Linked DNA regions of Anser cygnoides: region 1 is linked to region 2. Evidence: chromatin contacts called from public Hi-C data. All regions are on one chromosome and are shown on one strand. Each heading gives the region's core, a stretch centred on a gene start, on an enhancer-like site or on the middle of the called end of the contact. The rest is flanking DNA. Distances are from core to core; before and after follow the strand shown. Region 1 holds the start of ATXN1 (ataxin 1). Region 2 overlaps ATXN1 (ataxin 1).

What was found. A called contact is a pair of places that touch in the nucleus more often than the background predicts.
Region 1: a Hi-C map of granulosa cells shows a contact between it and region 2, with 1.7 times the contacts expected there. The contact joins the promoter of ATXN1 here to the enhancer-like site in region 2. A contact is called at or near these places in 2 of 7 Hi-C or Micro-C datasets (granulosa cells and liver).

The regions. Positions count from the first base shown.
Region 1 is chr2:54,656,291-54,661,938 of Taihu_goose_T2T_genome, reverse strand. ATXN1 (ataxin 1) reads left to right here and starts at 4,195. Exons shown (of 7, transcript XM_066992103.1): 1 at 4,195-4,505. It overlaps LOC136790071 (a long non-coding RNA gene), which reads left to right. Exons shown (of 3, transcript XR_010829308.1): 3 at 3,090-3,790.
Region 2 is chr2:54,452,184-54,457,779 of Taihu_goose_T2T_genome, reverse strand. It overlaps ATXN1 (ataxin 1), which reads left to right. Exons shown (of 7, transcript XM_066992103.1): 6 at 1-1,611. Among named protein-coding and RNA genes, the nearest start is that of GMPR, 57 kb to the right of the region's middle. Within about 2 kb of position 3,674, at least 1 of the 3 cell types and tissues checked has open chromatin away from gene starts, as enhancers often do.

The DNA of each region.
Region 1 (5,648 bases), core at 2,946-5,445, 200 kb before region 2:
CTCTCATTTCACTAAATGTTAATTTGCATGAGATATTTGTGGCTTTAAAGAGACAGCATTGGTTCTCCGTGCCTACCACTCTAATTTCCTTCCATCTGAAAACAATCACAGTTAAGAATTCTGGAGAACATCATCAACATCCCTGTTCTGACAGGGTATACACTAATTTCTAAGTGAATTCACAAAAAATAAAGATGTTAGTCATGTCTTATTATGTTCGCACAAGTGGCACTTCAAGTTAAAGAATACATTCTAAATATGTTATTGTTCAGATCGTGTACATGTTTAACTTCTCGGAGGAAAGCGTACCTTAATTAGCCAGCTGTAATCCAAATTATAGTTTCCCATTTGCTAAAGCTGTTAAAATACCTTAAATCAACTGCCTGTGTCTGAAATAATAATGAAAATAACTGCATTAGCAAAAATTATCTGAATGCTAGCAGGCTATAAATAGATAGGAGGTGGATTGGACAGTCGGCAGATTCTGAGTTGGAATAAAAACATCTTACTTAAGCCAAAAACATGGCAACCAATATTTTCTGTTATAAAAATATTTGAGATGAATTTAGTTTTTATGAAAGCTGTCTGAAACTGAAATGAAATGCAGTAGTTCTCTGTTTATTTACAAGCCAGTATTAATACCTGAAGCATAAAGCAAGGCACCTTAAGAGCAATGCCAGCAAACCTTTGACTGTATTGAAAAAATCCTTTTTGCCATGGGATGGGAATGATGGCACGTTTGTGCTCTTTCAGAGAAATCTCCACCTTGATAACGCTTGTCATCTGAGCAAACTGTATGACAGGTCTGTGAAGTGGATTACTACTGTCCACTAGAGGCTGTAATGAGACCAACAATGTCATTTTATGACAAACTGAAGACTTAGACTGTAATAATCGATAATTGTAAAATTACTTTTCACACGCAATACATCATCAATCACCGGATTTCCCTGATTGTGAACGTTAAAAAAATCCACATTCTTATGCCTCTTATTCTCCCGTTTTTCACAGATACTGTTAACTGCATAATACATGCATGTAGATGACACTACAACTGGTGTATTGAAAGATGGTTTCTTCTAGACAGTGTGCAACTTGCATGTCATATTGATGACTATCTTTTGGTCAAGAGGGTATTCAGCTGGGAGTCATACCAGTCTCAGCAGGGCACCGGCAGTAGATAAAAACACTCGGGTGGCAGGGCTTCTTGTGGCCCACTCACCACCGAGGTGTTGGAGCCCCTCTCCGTACTGCCTCTCTCCATTCATGCTGTCTGAACTGCCCTGGTCTGTAATCACGTCTCATTTCCGCTGCAGATGACTTTTCCTTCTGGCTTAGTTCTGCACTTCTTGGTCAATAGGCTGCACTGCCTTAATGGACAATAAGGGACTTTGTGCTGGCTGTTCAGCAAAGATCACATTCAGGTGCTGTTTCTCAGCTTCTGTGCCTTCACCAGCGCTTCCAAATTTTGTGGTATTCACCATGGAGGGACTATTTTGAGCCTCAGTGTCTGCCCTCAGTAGGGGAACTGCAGAGGCACAGTGACACCTTGAGACATGGTAGCACATCCTGGGTGTCGGGCAATGTCGGTGGAGGTACAGTCTCCTTATCTCTACCGCCTGTTATGCAACCAACATCCATCAAGTCGAAAGGGAGGCGAGCAATGGCTCACAAACCTGATGTGGCTTGGCTGCAGTTATGGCATTTCCCAAAGCCATGGGTGAAGGCTGCCTGCTGGCTCAGGAAAATGAATATTGCTTCAATTTACAATTGACTTACATTTTAGGGGGTCCCTTTTCAACTCTGAAGCAGAAATATGGGCAGAGATTTGAAAGCCTGGAGCATGGCAAAAAATGTGGGTCCTGTGGCTTACACCGTAGCCACAGGCCGGAGGAATACACAAGCCTCTTACATGAGTCTGCTGTAGAAGGGAAAGTTGCCCAAAGCTTGCTTCAGCATGAATGTGGCTTCTCTTTCTCCGCGCGTGCCACACCTCTTGGCAAGGTGAAGGTTTGAGAAGGAAAGATTCCTTTCTCCTGAGGTAACAGGAGTACAACTGGAATAAAAAAGGTGGCAGTCGGGAGAATGCCGCGTAAGCAGAATCGAATCCCGAGGATGGGGTTGCAGCTTCTCCAGGGCCTTCACTTGATTTTCAGCAATCTCCAGCCTCTGTCTCTCTCCCGTGGTTCCTTTTATTAAATCAATGAACCTTGCATTAGCTGGGTGAAGATCATTTGCTGTCTGCTACGCTGCTGTAGATGTGCTGTCTCGTAGTGCTGAGTGGCACGTTTGTCCAGACATCTTGGCCTGCTGCTGCTTCTGTCCCCAGACCACTCCTAAGGTGGCAAATGATGTTGGATTTCATAGTGAACCTGAACTAAAGACGTAGATGTTGCAGTGGTAAAAGATCCGTAAGCTTCATAAAGCCAGTCTATATTACAGTATCAACACTAAATCAAGAGCTCTGCAGCTTACAGTGTTGTTATTAAATTCTCTGGCAATTACGGAGAGCTAGCACAGCCCTTTAGAGAAGGGACTACTCTGCTTGTCTGCACACTGGCAGAGCGCTAGCGTATTTTGCATCTAGATGCTAACGCTAGAACTAATGCTAAAATCCGGTGCTAATATCTATCGACACATGAGAGATGTATCCGCACTGGAGATCTGGTGGCTTGGAGCTCACTGTGGTGGTGGGGGCGAATGGGCCCAAGCTGCAGCGAGCAGCCTGGCCTAGATGGCCACGTGGCAGGGAGCATGCCGATGGCACTCCTGGAGCCTTTCTGAGGCCTGTGAGCTGGGGCCGGTGACCACACAGCACCCAGCTCCCTGTGGCTGGTACCTCAGGGCCTTTGGTATGTATGCAACTTTGTTTGCAGTGCCTTCGGGGTGGGGAGAGGGTTTCTCAGTGCTGCACCTCCCTTCCTGATGCAAAAGCAGAGCGAATGCTTACTTGCAGACCACTGTCAGGTTGCATGCAAGCAGAGCAGCCCGCTATCCTTTGGCTGTATTCCTCCCATTCATTTGTCCATAACTTATTTCCTCAAGGTGTACCTGTCTCGGTAATTTGGCATTTTGTCATTTCTTCTAAGACTCAAAGGCCTGACCGAGCCAGTCCAGAAGGCGGGCGGTATTTTCTCTGATCAACACTTTGCATCCGTGCTCGTTGCTTGCCCGCCGGTCGCTGCAGCTGATGGCACGGCAGAGACGCATGTTGAGAGAAGCAAGAGGGTAAGGAGCTGGCACTGGGGCATCGGTGAAGCGTAAGTTGCCCTGCCGGGGGAGCGTTTGGGGGAGGCTCGCAGTGGTCTGCGTATAGCTGGGAGAGACGCGAGGGGATTTTGATGAAATGCGTGCTGAGGAATCCAGAGGGAGTTAGTACCCAAACATGCGTGGTTCAGCCCTGCCTGTCTTGTAGTTCAGTGATGGTATGAGTCAGAGTCTCTTTGGTCTGAATGAAGTGGAAGGTACTCTCTACAAAGCAACTCAAGCATATGCCAAGGATCCGGATAAATAAAACTAATTCAGAAAACGGGAGTGGGATGCGGGCTCTTGCTCTACAACGCTTCGCAGTTCTCCACAGTGAAATGCAATATGGCATCTTAAATAAAATCACCCTCTTCTGACTCTCACAGAGGCTGCTTCAGAGCATTCCCTGGCTTCCAGCACAGTTTTATTTCCTCCCCTAGAGAGGCAGACCGACCTCGACCGAGCAACCGATTTCCACGCATCCCTCAAACCAGCGTTCCCTGCCATTTCTGAAGGACGGCACGCTTTGCTAGCCATCTCTCCCCTCCCCGTTAAACAATATAGCGTTGTGTTTTCTGTTTTCCTTTTTTTTTTTTGTCTCCCCAGCTCATTTACTTCACCCTGCAAACTGCTGCCAGGTCCCTGCCATGCAGCGTGCCCAAGGCAGCGGCGGCGGAGGGCAGCCGGCCGGCCTCACCCGGGGGCTGCGGGCCGGGGGTAGCCGGGGGGGGACACCCCCTCGGAGCCCCCCAAACCCCGGATCCCCCCACCCCGGGTCCCCACCGCCCCCGGGGCGGCCTCGCAAAGGGTTAAGGCCGGCTGGGCCCGGCGGTGCTGCGCGTATGCAATAAGCTGTGCGGCTCGCTTGGCCGCCTGCCAGAGTGTTGCCTTGCCTCCTCCTCCTCCTCCTCCTCCTCCTCCTCCTCCTCCTCCCTTCCCCCCCCTCTTTTGCATGAAGTCGGATCCTTGAGCTGTTGCAGAGGCAGCCAACTGCTCCATATTTGGCTGCTCTTACACATTTACATACTGGAGAGCGGAGAGGGAGCGGGCGCTGCACCGCAGACATCATTTCTACTACAGCGCCGGAGACATCCCGGACCCGTGTCACTGCAGGGGGAAGGAGCAAAACAAACAACACCCCCACCACCACCCCCCCAAAAAAAAAAAATCAGCCCCAAGCCCCGTGAGCCGCTAGGAAGACATTTGTGTGCGAGCCTGTCTGACCCCCCCGCCAACCCCACCTCCACTGACACTTTACAGTAAGTGCCTTTTTCTTCCTCCTCTGCTTTCTGCCTGCCCCCCCCCCCCCCCCCCCCCCGGGGTTCCTTCCCTTGTTTAGGCTGCAAAAACCGCCGGCGATTTCCAGCTGGAAAAACACAGGGCCGGGGTTTTTGGGGTGCTGCTGTGCGGGGGGGGGCAGCTCGCTGCGGCCGGCCCCGGGCGGGGGCCGCGAAATGGCCGAGGGGCGGCGGGGGGGGGGGGGGGTCCTCCTCTTCCTCCTCCCTCTCCTCCTCCTCTTCCTCCTCAGGCCGCCCGGGGGGTGAGGAAGCAGGAGGAGGAAGAGGAGGAGGAGGATTGCGGAGGGGTGCCGGTGGCCGCGGGGAGGGTGGACATTTTGCGAGCGGCGGCCTCGGGGTGTGTGTTTGTGTGAGTGTGTGTGTGTGTGTGTGTGGTGGTGGGGGTGACACGGTGTGTGTGTGTGTGTGTGTGTGTGTGTGTGAGACACGGGGTGCGGTGCGTGACGGGGCGGCGACACTGCCTGTGTGTGTGTGTGTGTGTGTGTGTGTACGAGTGTGTCAGGGGCACGCACACACACACACACACACACACCGCAGGGGGTGGCCGTGCGGGCCCGGCGGGCGGGCCGGGTGCCGGCAGGGCCGGCGGCCGCCTCCCGGCGTACGTAGTACGGGGCTGGGCGGCTGCCGGAGGGTGAATGAAGCGAGGAGGCGGCCGAGGAGGAGGAGGAGGAGGAGGAGGAGGAGGAGGAGGCGGCGCTGGGCCGGGGATGTGCCCGGCGGCAGCCCCGAGCCGCTTCGCCCCGGGCCCAGGCCGGCCGCTGGACGCCACCCGGTACCGCCGGCCGGGGGGAGCGGGGCGGGGGGGCCGGCGGGGACGTGGGGACATGGGGACAGGGGGACAGGGGGACACGGGGACAGGGGGACACGGGGGCAGGGGCATGGGGAGGCCGCCCCCCCTCCGCTCCCTGCCCGCAGGAGCCGGCGGCGGTCCCGGGCTCGGTCTCGTCCCCGCCGCCGCGTTGGGTCTGGCGGTGGGTTTTGGTGGCATCTCTCCGTTTCGTTTTTATTATTTTTTAAGCCTAAAGGGGTGGTAGTTTGCCGGCAGAAGAGGAATAAATGACCCCCCGCCCCCCCCCCCCCTTCCGTACGTGTTGTGGGTGC
Region 2 (5,596 bases), core at 2,425-4,924:
GCGCCCAGGTCCGTGCCGGCCCCCACCACGCTTCCCACCGTGTACTCGCCCGCTCTCTCCCAGTCCGGGACCCCCGTCTCCCCCGTGCAGTACACGCATCTGCAGCACACGTTCCAGTTCGTCGGGCCCCAGTACAGCGGACCATACGCCGGGTTCATCCCCTCGCAGCTGATCTCCCCGACCGCCAATTCGGCAACCGGCGCCGTGGCGGCGGCCACGGCTGTCGCAACCACTCCATCCCAGCGCTCCCAGCTGGAGGCTTATTCCACTTTGCTGGCCAGCATGAGCGGCTTAAGCCAGCAGGGGCACAAAGTCGAGCCACACCTGGTTAGGACGCCCGGGCTGATCGCTGCGGGGTCTCCTCCGCCCACCCAGCAGAACCAGTACGTCCACATCTCCAGCTCTCCCCAGAGCGCGGTCAGAAACGTCTCTCCTCCAACCATCCCGGTCCCCCTGCACCCCCACCAGACAGTGATCCCCCACACGCTCACCCTCGGCCCTTCCTCCCAAGTGGTGGTGCAGTACAGCGACGCCTCGCACTTCGTCACGAGGGACGCCCCCAAGAAGCCCGAGAGCGGCCGGCTGCAGGCGATGCAGGCCAAGGAGGTACTGAACGGCGAGATAGAGAAGAGCCGGAGGTACGGCATTTCGCCCTCTGCCGACATGGGTCTAGTCAAAGCAGGCAATAAACCAGCTCCTCACCATTACGAGACCAGGCACGTGGTGGTGCACTCAAGCCCCGCCGAGTACGGCGCCCGGGATTCCTCAGGGGTCCGAGCCTCCGTCATGGTGGTCCCCAACAGCAGCACGCCGACGGCGGACATGGAGGTGCAGCAGGCCACCAACCGAGAGACCTCTCCCTCAGCCCTCAACGACAAGGGAAGCTTGCACCTAGGAAAGCCGGCCCACCGCTCCTACGCTTTGTCCCCGCAGCAGGCCCTGGGCCACGAGGGGGTGAAGGCGGTGGCCACGCTGTCCCCCCACACCGTCATCCAGACGACCCACAGCGCCTCCGAGCAGCTCCCCGTTGGGCTGCCGGCGACGGCCTTCTACGCCGGGACCCAGCCGCCGGTGATCGGCTACCTGAGCGGCCAGCAGCAAGCGCTGGGGTACCCCGGGGGGCTGCCCCAGCACCTGGTGATCCCCGGCACGCAGCCCCTGCTCATACCGGTCGGCAGCGCCGACGTCGAGCCGTCGGGCGTCACGCCGGCGATAGTCACCTCGTCTCCCCAGTTCGCAGCAGTGCCTCACACATTCGTCACCACCGCCGTCCCCAAGAGCGAGGCTTTCAGCGCCGAGCCCCACACCACCCAGCCCGCCTACCAGGCCACCATGGTGCAGGCGCAGATCCACCTCCCCGTGGTGCAGTCCATCGCCTCCCCCGCTGCGGCTCCCCCCACGCTGCCCCCCTACTTCATGAAGGGGTCGATCATTCAGCTGGCCAACGGGGAGCTGAAGAAAGTAGAGGACTTGAAAACGGAAGACTTCATCCAGAGCGCGGAAATTAGCAATGACCTGAAAATAGACTCCAGCACTGTGGAGAGGATCGAAGACAGCCATAACCCAGGCATTGCTGTGATACAGTTTGCGGTTGGAGAGCATCGCGCACAGGTAATAGCGACATGTGGTAGTGGGGGGCTGCAGGGGACACTTCGGTGCGGTCCGGTCGCTTCGGGTCTGCCTGGGGTTAGTTTCTCATCGTTCACGTCCACCCGTGAGACTGACTTGGGTCCAAGAAACAGCTGTCTGGCAGTGTTGGTGGAGCCAGCAGGGGCACACTGATGACAAATGTAGCCTCCTGGATGTAAAGCGGGTCTTCCTGGGGGACCAGGCTGCCCTCTTTTCTTACATCCAGGTTAAACTGCGACAGGACTGTTCTCAGTGCCCTTATCAGTCCAGGGGAAACATTTATGTACTCATTGGGTATGATTAGCACAGAGCCATGTTGCAGAATTCAAGGCAATACCCCTTTTCCTCACCTGCTCTGTGCTACCACCCCGAGGCCCCAGCCTGTCTGCATGCAGCCCTGTCGAAGCACGCAATGGAAAAATAACAGTCCTGGCATCATGCAAAAGCATCCGAAGACTAGGGGGCAAATGGAGACGCTGGGCAGCAAAGGGATTTGCTGAAGTAAAGTCACACAGTGTGTTATTGTCAGACCCAAGGCAAAGAGCTGGGTCTTCTTCCACCCATTGGCCTAGCCGAAGGTCTTCATTGCCTGGTTAGGATTTTGCATTTTGGAATAAATCCTGCTGTGCTTTATAGCTGGAGAACCCATAGGAGAAATGACATGATCTTCATGCTTTTTTATTCAAATACAAAATGGGTTAAGCTGTACGAGAGGATATATTTTGCATTCTTGTAGGTGATTTTGACCTTCCACCCCAGAAAGCTTGGGCTAGATTCAGCGCAAATCCTACCCTTGAGCAATAGGTAGGCAGCGAGGTTGTGAATTTCCATGGCTTGGAGACAGCTTGGAGCTGTCTGGGAATGCTTCCACTCACACGTAAGTTACTGAAACACTACAGAGTTTTACTGAGGCTTCAGTCGTGAGTGGTTTAAACACTGTGCAGCTCACATAAACTGTCTGTTCAAGGGAAATTTGGAAAGGAAAACCATCTAGGTGGCTGGTCAGGCTGTGCTTCTGACCTTTGTTTCTCACGGTAGGAAAAATCCTGTAACTTTCCAAAGATACTTTTAAGTTAAGACTGTACTGATCATAAAGCATTATCCTATTGCTGTCCATTTTCTAAGCAATTTAGATTCTTCTCTATTGAGGCAGGAGCAGATATACTAGGTAGCAGTGTGGCTCCTACAGGCATTCATTTGAAATAACGTTGTCACAAGTGTTCTCAGTTTGGTTTGAAATACAAGTGCTGCAAACTGTAGCATTTGCAACCACGAGGCAGTACCCTCAGTGATGGAGAACCAGCGGGAGAGAGAGGGAGAGAGGAGCTGGAAGCGTACAGATACAGTGAAGAAACCTAGGCTGACGGTTTGGAGAAGAAAAACAAACAGGTATGGCACAGAGGAGCAGGTCACACAAAAAATTCTTACAGCCTCAGCGGTCTGTGTCCCATCCTTCCCAACCTGCACATAGCTGGCAGTGACTACATGCGACACGTCCTCTTGCTCATGTCAAATGTGCAGATTCCCTGTGTGGTTTTGTCTGCAGATGTGCACGTGCCATCTGCACAACAGACAGATACATGCATACATGCATGCATACATAGATGTTGGGCCCCTGGTGTTTTCAGGAGAAAGACAGGGATTTTTCCCCACCGCTGAATGGTATTTTGGTGCTGTCAGGGACAGCTTGTGCATCGCAGGCCCTGTGATTAGAGAAACCGTGCTTGGGCCAGAACCAGTTACTGTAATTTGCCCCAGTGCCCTGAATAATGAGATTTCAAGAAGTAGCACTCTCCCCTCTGTGATTTTCCCCTGCTCTCCTTTCTCTCTCTGCAGCCAGACCACCGGTCTCTGCACCAGCAGGAGAGGTACAAATTAGCAGGTAGCGTTTGTGTCGCGTCTCGTTCGCGGGTCTGTCAGCACAGCCGAGGTGCTGAGGTGCTGCGTGCTGGGAAGAGCGCCTTTGCAAGGGGTGGAGTGCCATCCTCTGGCAGAAAGCACGCCGAGCCCGAGGCTGCACAAACCCGCACACCGGTCTCATCCAGCCGAGTGTCACCTTATGCAGAAGCCTATCAGGAGCGCGCTGACATCATCGCAGCCGAAATACTCCCCAGCTGTGTTTCCCACAGGGGATGCTTCCAGAACCGAGGGAGAGTCACGTAGAGATATGATTAGCGCGAGGGTTTAATTTAGGTTTCCTGCGGATTCCAGGACTTGGGTCTCTTCCCGGATCAGCTGTGTGCCTGCATGGCAGGGACTGCTCCGCCGGTTTTCCCTCGGCTGCTTAGAGAGAGGGAGATCATTTCTGCGTGGGTGAAGTCACCGCTGACCTCACCCATGGCCCAGCGTGGCTGTATGGAAGCATTTAGCCCTATTAGCGGGCGTGTGGCTGTCTTTACTCGTTAGGAAATTGCCCCTGTGAAGGGGGCTTAGTCTTCCCCTTGAAAGAACGGTATTTTGTCTCAGAGCTTAGGGCAGTGGCTCAGTGGTACCGCTGCACTTGGATACGCAGACTCCCAGGTACAGAGGGAATATACGTGCACGTGTAGCTTGGCCTCACAAAATATTTTACCGTAACTAAGTCCCAGCCGCAGATATGCTTCTGGAAGGAGAGAGCTTCCCGAATGGCACTGCCAAGGGAACGTGAGTTGTAACGAGTTAGTGCCACACAGAAATAGCGCTGTTATCATCAGCTCCAGTTCACTTACATGCTCCTCCCAGTGATCTCTGGGAAGTCATTATAGCATCGATGATTTCATATTTTCAGACTCTATGCAAGCGCTAGCTAATTTCCACACCAACTGGGGGACAAAGGTAGGAGGTTATTTTTAGCTGAGCGTATACAACTCGCACGTAGGGAGGCACCATGCAGCTGCTATTGTGTCACATAACTGCAAGCCCACAGCTGCTCCTCCCCAGCACAGTGCTAAGGCAGAACGAGGTCATCCTCCCACCTTCCCCCCTCTTCCAGTCACCTTGCAAATCCAGCCCTCTTCCAGGCATGTAAAACCAGAAGACAATTAACCCACCTAAAGCTATATTCCTTTTCAGCGAAATAACTGCCCTTAGCCCCTGAGGGAAGCTAGGTTTCCATTTCATGGCATCCCTGCTGTGGATGAGTAAGAAGTGAAACGAGTATCAAATGGATGAGAACCCAAAGTTCAGCGGTTATTCCTCTGAATTCAAGTTGCCTAAAAAAAAACTACGGATCTGAATCTCTTTGCAATTCAACATATTATTCTTGTAATAACACGTACATCGTTATTACCTGTCCTTTCTTTTGCTGCCAGGAACAAGCGGAAGCTGGCAATTCACGTCCATTTCTGTTAAGGTCAAAACCCACAGGAGATGCAAAAGTAGTTCTCTGAAATGCTTGCTTTGATCCCTGAGTTTCAGCTCCCAATAATTTTTAAAGTACAGCTTTAGAAAGAAAGACGAACATGCAGGTTATAACTTTCCTTTTCTTTTAAAAACAGAACCGTAGACATTAGAGATGGAGAAGTTCTGTAAGACCATCTAGTTAGCAGCCATGCCAGTTTAGTGCGTATGTTTTTTAGACTAACATCTAGTTTTCCATTTATATCTCTGCATGCACACAAACCAGTCGCTTGTTATTTTGCTCAGCTCTCTCCTTTTCATTACCTTTGGCACCGTAACAGGCACAGAAAGAGAGATGTTGACTGTGTTCACTGCTGCAGATGGAGATCCCTCCCTGCCTTCCCCTCATGTGATCCCCGTATCTTTGTTCCCTGGCCGTGGGGGCAGTAAGTCCTTACTCCTCTGAATGACAGGGAAGCTGTATTCTGTGTTCAGACGTGTGTTACTGAGTTCTGGGAATGCAGTAAGCAGATAAGGGCTCGTGATAAGCTCGCCAGCCAGTGGTCTGGCAGACAGAGATGGCCGCCCTTGAGAAATGGAGTTTCCCAGTGGTGGGATCATGTAGCTGGGCAGAGCCGTGGCCACTGAC